Linked DNA regions of Danio rerio: all the other regions are linked to region 3. Evidence: chromatin contacts called from public Hi-C and HiChIP or PLAC-seq data. All regions are on one chromosome and are shown on one strand. The core of a region is the stretch at or near the end of the contact, and the rest is flanking DNA. Distances in the headings are between cores, read along the strand shown.

Region 1 (3,500 bases), core at 827-3,326, 180 kb before region 3:
AGAGAATTTAGTTTCTTATGGTCTGAGAGTCCTTCAGATGCCTTTTGGCAAATTCCAGGTGGGCTGCTATGTGCCCTCTAATAGATAGTGGCTTCCGTCTGGCCACACTACCATACAGGCCTGATTGGTGGATTGCTGCACAGATGGTTGTCCCTCTGTAAAGTTCTCCTCTCTCCACAGAAAGCTCAAACAGAGTGACCATCGGGTTATTGATCACCTCCCTGACTAAGGCCCTTCTATCCAATCACTCAGCTTAGATGGTTGGCCAGCTCTAAGAAGAGTCCTGGTGGTTTCAAACATCTTTTACTTAGGGATGATGGAGGCCACTGTGCTCATTGGAACTTTCCGAGCAGCAAACATTTTTCTGTAACCTTCCCAAGCCTTGTGCCTCAAGACGATTCTGTTTCAGACTTCTACAGACAATTCCTTTGTCTTCATGCTCGGTTTGTGCTTTGACATGCACTGTCAACCCTGGGACCTTATGTAGACAGGTGTATGCCTTTTCAAATCATGTCTAATCAACTGAATGTACCACAGGTGAATACCAATGAAGCTGCTGAAACATCTCAAGAATGATCAGTGGAAACAGAATGTACCCGAGCTCAATTTAGAGCTTCACGGCAAAGGCTGTGAATATGGGATGTGATTTTTCAGCTTTTTTGTTTGTAATAAATTGGCAACAATATCAAAAAATCTTTTCACGTTGTCATTATGGGGTATTGTGTGTAGAATTATGAGGAAATAAATTAATTTAATCCCTTTTGGAATAAGGCTGTAACATAAAAAATGTGGAAAAAGTGAAGCTATGAATACTTTCCAGATGCATGCTATTTTTGGGTAAAGGATAGCTTGAAATGCAAAAAACATGGCCTTTCAACTAACAAAGTATTTCCATCTTATAGGTCTTTTGCACATTCACCTGCACAACCAAACCACACAAGCTTAGTACATTAAAACAATTCACAACACTGCACAGCGACAAACACTAAACTATTTCAGTACAATAAACACCACAAAAATATATTCACTGACATTCTTGAATTAACACCATATAAAAAAAAGACTTAATCTGAACATCAAGAGATATAAGACAAGCAAAGCTAGGAGTCTGCTATTAACAAACAATCCCTATTCTATGCAATCTTGTCTCATGATAACCTGCCGCCCGAAGAGTCGTTTATTGTAAGTTCAGTGCACACACACAAAAGCATGAAGATGACTCAAGACAGGTTGGCTTCTGCACTACAGCACACACTACGAAGTAAACAAGGGTTACAGCCTTCCCTCATACGTCACATGTCATCATGGACACGCCCCCTTATTCTTAAAGCCTTCACTTACATAAAAATAAATAAATAAATAAAAGTCTTTATTTTAATAAAACTCCAGTTAACGGTGTACATATTAAGCTAGCCGTCTTTGATGAATGCGCATTGTATTATTATTATAACAGTGACCTGAATTAAAAGTGCATCAACTGTCATCCACTTTCGAGAAGTGGATCTGGCATGTTTCTGTAGTGTTTTGATGTGCGGAAATGTGCGATTGAAGTTTTAGTTACACTCGAAGCAAGATGACACTTTGAGGATGGAACTTTGTATCAAGCGGCCGCCGCGCGCGCCAAACATTCTTCAAAGGAGTTTTTGACATGCGCCGACTGCAAACTTTCTCTCAACTCACCTCTGTCGCGCAAAGGAGCAGTCGCTTCTTCATCTCTGTTCACTTGTGTGATGATCGAGGAGGACGGGTGGTCCATGAGATCCGTAAAGCCAGTACAATCGACACTTAAAAAGGTTTTCCGTATTAAAATCTTTCCGCTGGCTACGATTGAATTGAAAAAAAAGATGAAGAAAACTCCCTGCAAATGCCCCCAGAAATCCACAAGACTTTTACCGCTTAAAAGAAGTCATAATGAAAACCGTTCGAGGCAGGTTGCGATGTCTGTGCTGTTATAAGTTAGACGACAAAAAGAAAACGGAATAAAAATAATGATAAAAAGTTTAGTTCCTTGATGATAACTTTTCACAACATGGAGTTCGGCTCTGCTCTCAATTTCAACATACAAACATGGAACTCGGTGGTTTCAAGGCGCCCTTCCTCTTAAAGGGGCAACGACACTCCAGCAAGAACCAACTAAGCATCTTTTTGAAGGTCCAAAGTTTATGAATGTGAAATATGTCACGATTCCGAAGCAATATATCAGCGAGTTGCATACCTGTTCCACTAAAACAACACTTATAGAAGTTCCTCCAATATTTTATTGACCCCCACAAACGTTCATCATTCATTCGTTTTCTTTTCGGTTAAGTCCCTTTATTCATCAGGGGTCGCCACAGCAGAATGAACCAACTTATCCAGCATTTTACAAAGCGGATGCCCTTCCAGTTGCAACCCATGACTGGGAAACACCTATACACACCTATTCACACACACTCAAACACCACAGACAATTTAGCTTACACAATTCACCTATACCACATCTTATTAAATATAGCCTACTTGGGTTAAAAATGCCCCAACATATAACCCATATCCCATATAGGTTATTATAGCACCTTCTCAACTATGGGTTATTTTCCCACAGTGCATTGGGTTATAAAATTTAACCCAATGCATTGGGTTGTTTTGATTTTAAAAAAAAATATTCTGGTATTACTATTACTATAATTGTATAAATATGGCTGTGTAAATAAATAACATACAAAAATATTAAAAAGGCTTTATCTCCCTTACATTTTAAGTTCCAGACACTTAAACCTTTTTATCCATTTAATATAAATCGGAAGTGCGTGTTTGTATTATCAACAATTAAGAGTGCTGGTAAAAAAACATACAACATGGAGAGGTAATTTGATAACAACAACAACAACAACATTATTTGCAGTAGAGCTTAAATATACGTTATAATGCAAAAACAACATTACGTACTCAAAATAATACACCTCTTCTGTGTCAGTTAATTGGTGAAATTGAAAAATTTCAACCCTACTGGTTGAATTAATAAATAAATAATCTAATAAAGGTTAAAATAACCCAACAAAGCACCAAATATTTTAGGCAACTTGTTGAGTTATTATTAAATAATCCAACAAAGCACCCAATATTTAACTCAACCATTGGGTTGACCGCATGCATTTATAAATTTGCATATTGCATTAATTATTAATTATAATTACTACATATATTTATAATACTTCTAAGCTGTGCATATTGTAGCCTAGGGGTCCTGCAATACTGTAACTACAGGCTATGTGGAACGTAAATATTTAACATGGTAAAACACACATCATAGATTTAAAATGCATTTTAAACTGCATTTTAAGAATATAAACAATTATTCATTCAATAAGAACATGGTAACGATGTATCTTTACGTTATAAATATATTTACATTAAATAAACAAAAGAAATAAATACATGTATTTGCATTAATTTTATCATTTAGAGGGGTCCACTGAATAATTTCTTGTTTATTCATTCATTTTCTTTTAGACTAAGTC
Region 2 (3,307 bases), core at 430-2,929, 160 kb after region 3:
GCATAATACTTTTTTCCTGTATCCTGGGTTACAGAAGTAGTTTTCTCATTTCATTTCAAGGGAGAAAAAAATATATATAAATAAAAGATTTCAGATCATGAATCAAACCAATCAGCTTTGAATGTCAACACTGTTGGAAACTTAAGGTCAAATGCATTACATTGATGTAAATTTTTCTGAGATTGGCCTGATAGCACCCTTTGTAATGAAGTGTGTGAGTTCATGGAGACTTCATGGAATTTATGGGGTTGTGATTTAAATGAAGTATAAAATCTCAGCCCATAAAAAAAGCTATTTTAGTCTATAGTGATGGCTTCTTATGTATAAACAGAGATTGCTTAACTCCTTGAACTGTTACTGAATGATTGCACAAGCCCATATGTACACCTGAAATGCTCAAAGTGCCTTCATTTTCTCTTTATATTAAACACACAGAGTTTTCTTGAGCTTCCTGCAGAGCTGAGCTCTTTATTTTGCAGCCGCTAGAGATAAGCAGCTTTCTCTAAAACATGCCTCAATCCTATTTTGTTGTCAGCAAGCTTCTCACCTGGTTCCTTCTTATTTTAACATTTCCAGGCATCAGATTATTGCATCAAGTGCTTTCTATCTATCTGTCTATCTATCTATCTATCTATCTATCTATCTATCTATCTATCTATCTATCTATCTATCTATCTATCTATCTATCTATCTATCTATCTATCTATCTATCTATCTATCTATCTATCTGTCTGTCTGTCTGTCTGTCTGTCTGTCTGTCTGTCTGTCTGTCTATCTATCTATCATCCACCCATCCATCCATCCATCCATCCATCCATCTATCCATCCTTCCCTCCTTCCTTCCTTCCTTCCTTCCTTCTGTGCATCTATCTGCCTGTCTGCCTGCCTGCCTGTCTGTCTGTCTGTCTGTCTGTCTGTCTGTCTGTCTGTCTGTCTGTCTACGTCCGTCCATCCGTCCGTCCGTCCGTCCGTTCATCCGTCTATCTATCTCAAACATACCAAAAGAGAAAAAGTTTTACATGAGAGAATAATGACTTGAACCATTCAGAGATGTCTTGTTATCATCCATAATGGCTTGTACAAATCATAGATGTCATACAATGAAAATAAATATCAAATTAAAAGTAAAAGGGCATATTATAAATGTTGTTATTTTTATTTAAGTTTTTTATTTAAGACAATGTTTTTAAACGTGTAAAGTACTGATGACATTTCAAGTAATTTTTTTACAATAACTCCTGCAACGTAGTACTATTTATAAGATAAAGTAACAAACATATGTAATTTTTAGACAATTAACAAAGCATTTTTTCACCACAAATAAAACATTTGTTATTCTGACCAACTGTTTTGCTCTTTAAACGACTTATGTTAAAATTAGTTATTGTACTAACTAGTATAACGTTATGTTTATGATGTATATGGGAAAAAAAAGATAAATGTACTTAAAGCATCATCCACACAAGTTTTCTCAAATAAACGTCACTACAAAGTCAAACCCAACGCTGGCCGAAGTGAGTCATTGCAGGATGTGATGCATGGCCATCAAAAATGAAACATGCTTAATTCAGCCAATGACGTGAGAGAATACTTGCATATATTATCACGCCGCCCAATAGGACGTTAGGTGGGCGTGTACGAGTGCGTTTGCTCGGCGTTCGTCATTAAAAAGATCCTCACAGACTCAGTAGGTGCGCAAAGTGTGGGAATTGACAGTGCCGTGGCTTCCAGAACTACAAGTTGTCTTCTAGTATTATTAAAAATAAAGACATTAAAACTGAAGTAGCTCGATAGAACTGAAATGTTACAGTTTAGGGCTTCAATTGTGCTGAAGGAGTTGATTCAAACCAGCCCTAAGCGTTTGTTGTCGGACATTATTAGGCACAAAAAGACTTTACCTAACGCGTACTGCTTCAGCGCTGCTAATAATGGCAGAATATCTAAACTAAACATTGTCCATTATGGAAGGTGTTTCATTCAGCCTTTAGCTGGGAGAAGATTCCTATGTACAAAGACCGAGGGAGCGATTGAACCCACTGAGACAGCGAAGAAAGATGAGACCGTCCAGGAAGCGGCGGCAGATAAGTACGGATTTTTATTTATTTATTTTGTCAGTTGATCATGACGCATGAGAAAATAAACGTTACTGATCTGGTGTCTATTACATGTGTGCAGCACACGCGCCAAAATACGCATGAATGGCTGGCAACGTGGCGCTGTGTGTACACTTTTACAGCAAGTGGATGGAGAACATGTGTAGTAATATTGTTATTAAACATGATTGATAAAAGTATAATAATACCGATTTTATTTGGTTTTGAACGAGTATGCAACGTTTCTGGAAATGGGACACTCCCTATTAATGTGAAGGGCATTCATACAAGCTAGATCTGTCATATGTGATGTTTTTGAACGGATTTTTATTCGTGAGTGAAGCTGACTTCCATGCACTGACTCGTATTTTCCGTTCACTTAAAGTGTGTCCTCTTTTTTTGAAGCGTGACTTCTGATCTGTCATTACATACTAAACAAGCCAATAGTATTCTAGTGTGGACTGTGAATAAGCATTTCATTGGTTTAACACTGATGGAATACGCCCCCTTTTTATTTATTTTTATTTATCTTTTTATTTTACCATGAATTTCCCATTCAGATATGCACCCCAAAATGGCAGCACAAAAAGTTTCAGATACAAAATTAGACACATAAAACATCACAAATTAAAATTTACACAAAACATTCACATGATTAATCCAGGTAGGACTTCAGAAGATTTTAAAAAATATTTAGAGATGGATTTGTTTCTAATATGATAACACTGATAACGCATTTCATTTAATAATGTAGGGCTGAAATGGGATAACACTGTTTTACTAAACTCTACACTCTTAGAAGAAATGGTGCAATGTTGTATTAAAATAGGTACAAACCCTTGTCACTGGGGCAGTACCTTTTTATGGGACAGAATTGTACCTTAAGACAAAGAAATACATTTGTACCATTGCCGTTTGAACCTAAAAGTACATGATTTGAACCATGGAAAACCAAAATGTCCCTTTGGCTTTTGAAACCTGCAGTTACAATATTGTACCATCATCAAAGGGACAAATCTGATCTATGAAGGTACCACTACAGCGACAAGACAATTTGTACCTTAACAGTGTCAAAAATGCTTACTAAACATTTATTTAAAATGCCTTAAATGTTTAGTTTACAATACCTATAGGTTTATATTTTGCCAGTTTTGTATTATTGAACTTAATGAATGTTCATGAGTTTCTATAAACATATGTTTTAAATGATGATT
Region 3 (3,227 bases), core at 104-2,603:
TTTGATATTTGCATTTATTATGTCAATACGTATAAAAAAATGACCTTTCTAGAACAACTTTTTATTACTATGGGAAAGTTTCATATACATAAAAAATGGACTGGATCAAAGCCAAATTTTGTTCAATTTCTTCAAGAGACTAAGGGCTACTGCACAAGTTTGGAGAACATTGTTAATAAAAACACAAAAAAGACTTATAATATTCTTAAAAATATATAAGAATTTTAATTACTGAATGTTTTTATGTACACTCTGGCATATATTTTTGTATATTACTTTATAATATACAGTTTAGTTTTATTGTGTTGAGCAAAAAAAAAAAAAAAAAAGACTTCAAATCCTGTGTGAATCGGTTGCTTCGGTTCACTTTATCAGATGCACCATGAATAATTTTAGTGGAAAAGTTTGTTAAATGCTGCTGTTAATCACTATGTGTTGTATTTATTTCAATGATACATAATCATCAATGTAAAAACCTCATTGTTTTTGAGTCAGCTCACTTTTTTATTTTTGTTTAAGTTTATAATAAGACTTTGTAATATAAATAGTAATATAATGTAATGTAACATAATATAATATAATATAATATAATATAATATAATATAATATAATATAATATAATATAATATAATATAATATAATATAATATAATATAATATAGGCGCAGTGGGTAGCACGTTCGCCTCACAAGAAGGTCGCTAGTTCGAGCCTCGGCTCCTCCGGGTGCTCCGTTTTCCCTCACAAGTGCAAAGACTTGGTCCAAAGACACCCAATAGGTGAATTGGGTAGGCTAAATTGTCCGTATTATGTGTGTGAATGAGAGTGTATGGATGTTTCCCAGTGATGGGTTGCAGCTAAAAGGGCATCCGCTGCGTAAAACATATTCAGGATAATTTGGTAGTTCATTCCGCTGTGGTGACCCCAGATTAATAAAGAGACTAAGCCAAAAAGAAAATGAATGAATGAATAATATTATATAGGACGATGTAAACTCTCTGATTAGTCCATCAGCTTTATTGTGCGCCGGTAGATGTCGCTGTTTTATCACAATCTCTAGCGTTAGTCTAAATAAATTAATGGATTTGCTGAATAATAACAACAACAAATTAGTACTAAGAAGCCCACAAATGGAATAAAATATTAAAATGCATATATAATCCAGCAATAATTAAACTGCTCTACTCAGAAGCTCATATAGTGCCCTATATTATATCATAACGTTGTTTTAAAAGTCAAGATTATCAACATCTGATCTGACTCTTAAACAAGACAGTCTGTACAGGAAAAAAAAAAAAAAAAAAAAAAACAGAATTTCCGCAAGTGACAAATAAAATAGGGTGTCACAGTTTGGTGACATCAGTAGAAATGAAGGCAGTCCCTCGAGCAGCACACACACTCTCAGACACTGCTGCTGCGCACATCGCAGGCAGGTGTGAGACTGACGTCAGGTCGGATGAAATACGGCTGTTCAATAAAGCCGCTTCTTCTCTACGGGAATACTTCGATGTTTTGTGATTATTCACAGAAAGTGAACAGGAACCAGGATGGTGATAAAATGATGGTTGGAAGAGGAGAGCAGTCTGTTGAAGGGATCGTCCTCCTTCAACGCCAGACACTGAAATAACAAAAACTTCCACACAACAACCGGGTAAGTTAAGCCACACCATGCGTCAAAGACCAATAATCAGCAGTTTTTGTGTGCATGTACATTTTCGTGCAATATACAACGTTAATGTATATTTAGGGTGTGTGTTAGTTTCAGCCAGGGACACACCCTTAGAAGTTTATTGTGATATATGTGGTTTTGGATGTTGACTGCACCTACAGCAATCTTCATTCTTCAATACAATCTCCAAAATTGCATTCTTAACTATGTAATTTATACTCGTACAACCTGAAATTCAACATTATTTCTACTTATAATATACTTGATATTATGTTACAGTGACAGAGCTTGGTTATTCACGGGCAGTTACTAAATCAATCTAGTTTGAGGTCAAACTACAATATATGAAAAAAAAAATTCATTTTGGTTTGAAAATGAAAAAAGGAAATTAAAAGAAAAGGAAAGGAAATGTACATTTTGTCTTCTTTTAAAATTAAAAACAGTTTTGTGTCCAATACCAGTATCAAAATAGTTTAATGTAAAAAAAAAAAAAAAAAAACTGAGCGATTATTTAATTTACTTTGTTATGGAATAAAAATGTATAAAAAAGCAACCTGAACATTATTAAAATGACTGAGGTAAGGTTGGTTTTAAATTAAAATTTTCTGACTTTCTCCTTATTAATATCATTTCAGATAACTATTATTTTGGAAATCCTAAATAGTGGAATCATATTAGCAGCAAATGACTATCAAAGTACAACATTGTTCATGATCAAATAAATAGAGCTAAGGATGTTTTCAAGTCATACTTGGGTGATTTCAGACCAACTATTCAATGTACCATGGTAAACAATATAAAGAGCATGTCACAAGTTGTCACTGAATGAATGTGCGGAAATAAAACCAACTTTACCAAAACATTGAAATGAGACTACTTAGAAACTGACAGGTTTCATGAACAAGTAAATAACAAGAATTGTGATTTACAAAACATGACGTGGGCGTCACGATGGCACAGTGGGTAGAACAATTGCCTCATGGCAAGAAAGTTGCTGGTTCGGGCCTCGGCTGGGTCAGTTGGCATTTCTAGGTGGAGTTTGCATGTTCTCCGTGTTTGCATGAGCTTCCTCTGGGTGCTCCGGTTTCCCCCACAAGTCCAAAGTCATGCGCTATAGGTGAATTAGGTAAGCTGAATTGTCCGTAGTGTATGTGTGTATGGGTGTTTCTCAGTGATGGGTTGCAGCTGGAAGGGCATCCACTGCGTAAAACATATGCTGGATAAGACGGCGGTTCATTCATCCGTGGTGACCCCAGATTAATAAAGAGACTAAGCCGAAAAGAAAATGAATAACTGAAAACTTGATGTCAACAAGAAAAGATAAGGCGAAATTTTCCATCTTTCTTTTTTTGTTCTTCGTTAAGACAGTGTTTCCATTCATCTCAATGATCATTAAACAGCTGCCACATAAATTATACGTGAATGTTTTGAAGTCTGTCATTTTTGCTAATGGCTATAAGTTTTTGTCAATGTTTTGTTTTTGAGCCAATATTCATACATACAATGTAATGTAACTGGAGCGAAATGCTACAACATGAAGACGTAATTCAAAATATTCTTC

Evidence for each region. A called contact is a pair of places that touch in the nucleus more often than the background predicts. HiChIP or PLAC-seq counts read pairs in DNA pulled down with a chosen protein or histone mark.
Region 1: a contact with region 3 is called in an H3K4me3 HiChIP or PLAC-seq map of embryo, with 4 times the contacts expected there. The contact joins the promoter of ctdsp1 here to the promoter of mfsd6b in region 3.
Region 2: a contact with region 3 is called in a Hi-C map of hematopoietic stem cells, with 4 times the contacts expected there. The contact joins the promoter of glsb here to the promoter of mfsd6b in region 3. A contact is called at or near these places in 1 of 18 Hi-C or Micro-C datasets (hematopoietic stem cells) and 1 of 4 datasets of contacts at active chromatin or transcription factors (caudal fin).

The regions. Positions count from the first base shown.
Region 1 is chr9:43,418,478-43,421,977 of GRCz12tu, reverse strand. It overlaps ctdsp1 (CTD (carboxy-terminal domain, RNA polymerase II, polypeptide A) small phosphatase 1), which reads right to left and starts at 2,076. Exons shown (of 7, transcript XM_021479012.3): 1 at 1,681-2,076.
Region 2 is chr9:43,078,989-43,082,295 of GRCz12tu, reverse strand. It overlaps glsb (glutaminase b), which reads left to right and starts at 1,679. Exons shown (of 18, transcript XM_688079.11): 1 at 1,679-2,085. The coding sequence starts at 1,802.
Region 3 is chr9:43,235,254-43,238,480 of GRCz12tu, reverse strand. It overlaps mfsd6b (major facilitator superfamily domain containing 6b), which reads left to right and starts at 1,353. Exons shown (of 7, transcript NM_001328216.1): 1 at 1,353-1,648.